2 separate regions of the Mus musculus genome follow, and region 2 is linked to region 1. Evidence: chromatin contacts called from public HiChIP or PLAC-seq data. All regions are on one chromosome and are shown on one strand. Each heading gives the region's core, a stretch centred on a gene start, on an enhancer-like site or on the middle of the called end of the contact. The rest is flanking DNA. Distances are from core to core; before and after follow the strand shown. Region 1 has its middle 84 kb from the start of Dusp10. Region 2 has its middle 93 kb from the start of Gm34177.

What was found. HiChIP or PLAC-seq counts read pairs in DNA pulled down with a chosen protein or histone mark.
Region 2: a contact with region 1 is called in a CTCF HiChIP or PLAC-seq map of CD8 T cells, with 6 read pairs. The contact joins two enhancer-like sites. A contact is called at or near these places in 1 of 15 datasets of contacts at CTCF or cohesin (CD8 T cells), 2 of 484 Hi-C or Micro-C datasets (embryonic stem cells and nephron progenitors) and 3 of 115 datasets of contacts at active chromatin or transcription factors (CD8 T cells, double positive thymocytes and memory CD8 T cells).

The regions. Positions count from the first base shown.
Region 1 is chr1:184,117,087-184,120,551 of GRCm38.p6, reverse strand. No RefSeq gene overlaps it. Among named protein-coding and RNA genes, the nearest start is that of Dusp10, 84 kb to the right of the region's middle. Within about 2 kb of position 1,776, at least 38 of the 459 cell types and tissues checked have an H3K27ac peak or open chromatin away from gene starts, as enhancers often do. A contact at or near this core is called in CD8 T cells and double positive thymocytes, where this site is marked.
Region 2 is chr1:184,234,191-184,237,655 of GRCm38.p6, reverse strand. No RefSeq gene overlaps it. Among named protein-coding and RNA genes, the nearest start is that of Gm34177, 93 kb to the left of the region's middle. Within about 2 kb of position 1,870, at least 58 of the 459 cell types and tissues checked have an H3K27ac peak or open chromatin away from gene starts, as enhancers often do. A contact at or near this core is called in CD8 T cells and double positive thymocytes, where this site is marked.

The DNA of each region.
Region 1 (3,465 bases), core at 527-3,026:
CTAGCCAATGTGATATTGAGGACCCTGACTAGATCTAGAAAGGAGAGTGAAGAGGGCCAGGAGACAAATGGACAGACTGACAGATAGTGTATGCTTCATGTAATAGACTTGTGCTTTAGGCCTAAGAAAATATACAGCTTATTTAACAACGATATGCAAAAAGCTCACAATAATACAAAGAAACACCACAAACAAAGCCTAAAACCTTTCTTCCATGTTTTCTGGATATGCTTTACTATTATTTAGACTACTAGGGATGTCTTTGTTTTAAAAGGAACATTCTATTTCAGAGCTAAGATTGATTACAAACTTGTGCTGGCCAAGAAAAGACATTGAATACTGTCACCCCAATTTACCATGTCACTAATTTGGCAACAGGGGGATTATTCTTAATGGATTGAAAGAAAAATGTCATTTGTTTCCCTGTGTGTATCTAAAGCCAATATTTCATGCTTCTTAAATTTCAAAGCTGTTAGGTCACAGACCGTAAGAGCTCACACAGGCATTAAGACATACCTATAGCCAAATCCCTTCACTTCGCAGAGGAGAAAAATATCTAAGGACATTGTCTAACTCCAAACCTAACACACTGCTAAGGATGCCAAAACTAGCACCTGAGTTCTGACATTTTACAGCCCTCTTCCAGAGACATTTTTATAAATCACTTGACCATTACCAAAGATATACTTCTTGCCCATTGGACTACAGGCCGATGGTGGTAATCCCCAGGAATGCCTGGGACCCCCTCCTCTTCGGACAGATTCTCAAATTTATTAACTACAAGAAAAGTATATGAAGGTAGATTTTGTCTTGAGGAATTAATACTTAAACCTAAGAGATTAAAAGTTTTAATTAACATGGCTGCCTGAGAAAAAGACAGTAGGTGATTCTTCCCCTTTCTCGGGTGAGGAAACACACACACTAAGAAGAAGAAAAAAAAAACCTGACAAAACAACAAAACCCCATGGCCATAGAAATAATCTGAAGTAAGCACTGTCTACCCTGGGCTGCAATCTGCAGCGTGGTGCCTGTGTGACTCTGTAGCACACTGGAGACTTAGCAAGGCCTCTAGCCCAATCAATAAATAATGCGCAGATGAGAGATTGAGGTCTCGGCAGCTCTACAAAAATCTATTAAAAGGAATCCCAGTTCCCTTTGGAGTTGCAGTCCCTCTCTTAGCTCTGCCAGGAGGTTTTTACTTTATTTGTTCTTGCATTTTGGATGGCCTCCTCCATTGGCCAGGGGATAGATTTGATTATGTCATTCCATTTGTCCCTTCCCAGCCTGTCTCTGTGATTGAAGTGGGTTGGAAATGGATCCAGGACTTGCTGCCTGAATGAGAGTCAAGAAAACTTCTCAACAACCTTGTTCCCAGTACCCCCACTGGGAGGGTCACCATGACCACAGGATGCCCAGGGTTCTGTTTGTGCCCCAGCTATACACAGTCCATAATCTTCTGTAGAGCCAGACAACATCACCAAAGTCTGTGACAAGCACTTTTCAATACTCTCTCTCTCTCTCTCTCTCTCTCTCTCTCTCTCTCTCTCTGTGTGTGTGTGTGTGTGTGTGTGTGTGTGTGTGTGTGTGTGTGAGAGAGAGAGAGAGATAAAGGGGTTCACAGACCTGTGCACACACATGTGGAGGTCAACATCAGGTGATCAGGTGTTCTCCTCTGTCACCCTTCATGCCAACTTTTTGAGACAGGTTTACTCACTATGTTAGAATGACTATTGCTATGATGAAAAACTGTAACCAAAAGCAAGGTGAGGAAGGACTATTTGGCTTATGCTTTCGCTTCACAGCTCATCATCAACACAAGTCAGGACAGGAACCTAGAGGCAGGAGCTGATGGATGCAGAGGCCATGGAGGGATGCTAAGTTACTTGCTCCTCCTAGCTTGCTCAGCCTGCTTCCTTATAGAACCAGGACCACTATCCCCAAGATGGTACCCAGAATGGACTGGGCCCTCTCCCATCAATCACTAATTAAGAAAGTCCCCTACAGGCTTGCCTGCAGCATATCATATGGGGGGCATTTTTCTTGGGATTCCCTCCTCTCAGACGATTTTAGCTTATGTCATGTTGACATAAAACTAGCCAGCACAACCACTGACCCTGAAGTTTACCTATTTGGTTAGACCAGCTGCATGGCAATCCCAGGGGTTCACCTGCTTCTGTTTCTTCAGGATCAGAGTTACAGATACACTCCACTGCACCCCACTTTTTACATGCTGAGGTATGAGTTAGGATCTTCTTGCTTGTCAAGCAAGCACATTACTAATTGAAACTTTCCACAGCTTCAAAACTTAACTCTTGGAGGGGAGAAGTTACCTGTTATTGACAGTATACCACATCCGTGTAGAAACCACAGCATACCCACAACAAGACTTTCTGGCCAGCTGTGTGCATCTGGCAAACTGAAGAGCCAGCTCATGAGCGAATGCACTGCAGCTCAGAAGGGCTGAAGGAGTTTCTCATCAGCTTCCTTTATAGACAAGGAGGGCCACTGATGAAATTTAAAATACAGAGAGGCATGCCCACTAAATCATTATATGTACATAAAATGCCTCCGTAAGCTTCCAGGGCATTTTATTGTGAACTCCAAAGCGACACACTGCGATCTGCACAGCTCTCCGTGCAATGATGCCTAATCACAGCAAGCTGCTCCCTGGAATTCAAGACAGCCGGCCTTTGGCCAGAGACGGCTGCCATGCTTCCAGTTCCATGAGGAGATGAGGGAGGCTTGCTCTAGAAGCTGGAAAGTGACAGCCTCCTGCCAGACTTGCTATAGCCATGCTTTCTTCCAAGTTTAAAGGTGGAGAACACATCTGCTCCTGGCAGGCCCAGCAATGCTTCGTAGGCACAGCCCCCTGAGAATGCAGCTGCTGTACTTTTAATTTTTTTTTCAGAGATCACATCCCTTTCCAATCTTGGAAGCATTCTGGCCCTTCCATGAATGGAGAAGGCTCTCATGCAGACCAGCAAGCAGCCATCCATCGGATTCCGGTTATGCAGAGGACAGAACACACTGCACCAGAGCCAAAGGCAGAGAAGCCACACATCGTGTGGTTAGAAGTTGCTGGTCTATATGGAATGCTGGGTAGTTTCCAGACAGAACTAAGAGCATAGCCACAGTGTGGTGCTTTGGTTGTAACTCTCCATCACATTTCAGCTAAGAAGGCACAAATTCCTCAAACCTCTACAGCCATTCTCTGAGCAGCCCAGCTCCCACTTTCTCTCTGAATAGGCAGGAGATCAGAACCATTGGGATAGCCTTGTGTTGTCTTGGGGTTTTGAATGTTTTGTTGTCGTTGTTGTTGTTGCTGCTGCTGCTGCTGCTGCTGCTGCTGCTGCTGCTGCTGCTGTTTTGAGCCAAGAGATTGTTCTGTTATTCTGTAGGTGGATAGTCCCCTGCCTCAGCCACCCTTGCGAGGGGGTTACATGCATGTAACATCATCCCTGAATA
Region 2 (3,465 bases), core at 621-3,120, 120 kb before region 1:
CAATGGTAATAAATCAATTTTGGGTTTGTCATTTTAATTAGTCTTCTCCCATCAGGGAAGTCAGGGCTGCTAAGTCCTGATAGGGAGCTGAAAAATCACCTGGAAACAGGAGTCCAGAATGTGCCTCAGCCCCAGCCTCCACGTGCTGGTGGGCTCTGTGCATAGAATGGACTCTGCATGCAATAGGGTGGCAAGGGCAGAGCTGTGTCCTCCCAAATGGGCTCGGCACAAGAGTCACCTCAGACTGTGGATTAGGGTTGAGTGCGAAGCTATCGGGATGGGAGGGAGGCTGAGTGTGTCTTTTTTCTGTTGTGGGGAAAGGAGCGGGGAGGGATCAATCTCCAAAGACATGTCTATGCAGTCAGAAGTGAAACAGAGGAAATAAAAGTCAGGGGTCTGCTACCCTCAAGGGTGAGGACAAGGGAAACTCGGGAAGGAAGGAGAATTGAAGCGCTCTTCCTCGGTGTTTCTTTCTCTGCCTTCTGCTTATCCCGAGCAATCCCACTGGCTGTGACACTCTGGGAAGAGTCAAAGGCCTTTGCAACCGTGCAGTGTAGGTGCTCTGACTGAGCTGGTGCAGCAGCCAACCGCGATGTCAGTAAAGGGCTTGCTTGCCTTATAAGCATGAGGATTAAGTTCAACCCCTCAGAGCCCATATAAAAAGCCAGGCATGGTGGTGTCTGCCTGCGATGTCTGCTGGAGAGGAGACAGGCAGAGTCCTGGGGATTGAGGAGATAGAGACAGGCAGACCCTGGGGTTTGGGAAGGTGGAAGCAGGCAGAACCACAGGTTTCCAGCACCAGCCAACCTTACCTCCCTGATAAGTTCCAGGCCAGTGAGATGTCTCAAAACCAGGTGTATGACATCAGAGGAATGACAGTGAGATCTGACCTCTCCAGACCCACACTCACACTGTTGTCTTAGCTTAAAGACCTGAACAGTAACGGAAGTGACTGTGAGCCTTCCAAACCCAAGCCTTAACAGTCACTAAAATCTGCATTGTCCCCTCAGCAACATCTATAATGACCATTGGCTCCCTCCTGCTGCTCAGATTTGTCTCTAACAGGATGACACGTGCATTTCCTTAACAACGTGCTTCTCTTAGTTCTTGTATTTGCTGTGTGTCTGCGGAGAAATCGCTCGCGTCTCTGGGCTTCAGTTCTTTGAACACACTGGGAGTATATATCTAGCCTATTTGATTGGCATGATTATTTTGAGGATCTGATGGTGTGTTCTAGACCAAACAACACACGTTTTCTTCCATATGTGGGTTCTTCGTGTGGCAGGCACATAGAACCATATATGTACTGATGATGTGAAAGTGGAGGTGAAAGTCTTTGGGGAGCAGAGAGGGGTTCACAGGAGTGAGAAGGCAAGAAACACTGCAGGCAGCAGGTGTTGAATTGTCCCAGAGGTCCAGTTTCCTCATCTATGTGACTCCAGGGCTGGCTGCAGACATGCTGACCTCCCCCATCTCTGTCGGCACAGGGCACATGTCGGCCTACCCCTCCTTGTTCACTTCTGTGCATCCCTCTGACCATGGATTCTGACAGGACTGTATCTGGGTATCCATCCTTTTCCATTTCTCCTGTTGAACCAGGAAGTAGATTCTCCCCAGCTGGAAAGCGCTTCCTTTCTCTTTTCAGGAAGTGGCCTGAACTCAATCTCTTCACCCCTTTCACTCTCATGGCTAATTCTAGAAGGATCCTGAATGTGCGCACCTCCGTGGGGTAAAGGCGGTCCATAAGGACGCCCTTTAACTCCTCTGACTACCAGATTGTGGGCTCACTGGGGCCCCTGGCCTGCCTGACGGGTCCTTTCAACCTTCCTCCGAGGGCCAGTCTGTGACTGCACAGAAGAGGGCGCTCTTGTGCAGAGCCGGGACTGGCTTGCCGGGAGGAGTTTCCCGGTTCCTGTTAAGCCTGTGACCTCTGCTGAGGATATTAGATAAAAGGGATCATCACCACTGCCTGCATGTTCTGCAAAATGCAGACAAAACCCGCCAAACTGATAAAATGTTAGGGAACGCCTGGCGAGGCGGAAGGCTGCTCTCCCATCTTCCTGTCCTCCAATGGTCTGAGAGGATGCGGCCAGCTTTTATCAGCTTCCTCCCCTTCCAGCACGCTCACCTCTGTGAAAACCATCAAAGAATGGGGATAAAAACAGTCGTGTGTTTGTTCCAGAGTCTGAGGACTGCTCTCGCTGTTTTGGAAATTACTTACCAGGAACTCATTTTGTCAAACAGACATTTACTGAAAGCCGGGTGTTCAGCTTTTTGACACTTTCAGGAGCAGGCTTCAAGCTCCTTCCTTGCCTGGGCTCTGCTTCCCTCTCTAGTCTAGTTTCCCGATAATTGCCTGTGCGCTGGTTCTTCCCGCCTCCGGCTTTATTGTCACATTCCCATTTTGCTAGAATTATTTTTCTGGCTCCTTTTTTTATTATAATCTTCAGAGCTCAGCATAAATGTCATGTTCTCAAAGATTTTCCCGGGTGTATGCAGTATTCAGAGTTCCACGGATAGGGAAAACAAGAGGAAATGGACAGAGGGATGGAAGATAGACTGATAGACTTATATGATATTGGCATACATTCAAGATATATATGCTATATACAGATAAATTAGTATTGACATGTTCAAGATACATTGAGTGTATGTTCCAGGAATAATATGAAAATACACACACGGTAAAGAGATAGGTTATTTATTTGTGTCTCTTTCTCTCCATAAATGTGTGTGTGTGTGTGTGTGTGTGTGTGTGTGTGTGTGTGTGTGTTGTACTTACAGAGGCTAAATCCTAATGTACACAGGAGGCAAACTGGAAACCCTGGAGAACCGACGGTGTGCTTCTGGCCCAGCTGTTATTGTCTATTCTCATCAATATTCAGAGACTGATTTCCCAGCTGATTTCAAAGAGGCCGAGGGAAAGGGAAAAGGGGAGGGAGAGAGAGAGGAGAGGGAGAGGTAGGGAGGAGGGAGAGGGAGGGGGAGAGACAGACAGGGAGACAGAGACGGGGGGTGAGAAACAGAGAGACAGAGAGAGACAGAGAATGCTCCCTTCCCCAGCTTTTGTGTTCTGCTCAGACTGTCCATAGGTTGAATGAGGCTCTGCTCCATTTGTAATCTGTTAACTCATGCTAGTGATTCAGGCTCAGTTGTTAAAGGTGCTCCACGGTACAGTGGTGACCCGAGTTTGAGAGCCTAGACTGACATGGTGAAAGAAGAGAACTGACTCCTCTGGCCTTCATATACACACCAAATTAATAAGTTTCTCTCTCTATCCCCGGAGCTTAGGAAACCACAACTCTTCCAGTATACATTTGAACAAAATAAATACAGATTTTAAAGAGAAGGGAGAAGTAAAAGGCAAGCTTTATTTTGTTTGTTTGTTTGTTTGTTCTGATCTGTTCTGTTCTGCCTAAAGTGTTGAGGACCAAACCCAGTCCTCACATTTGCTAGACCAGTGAT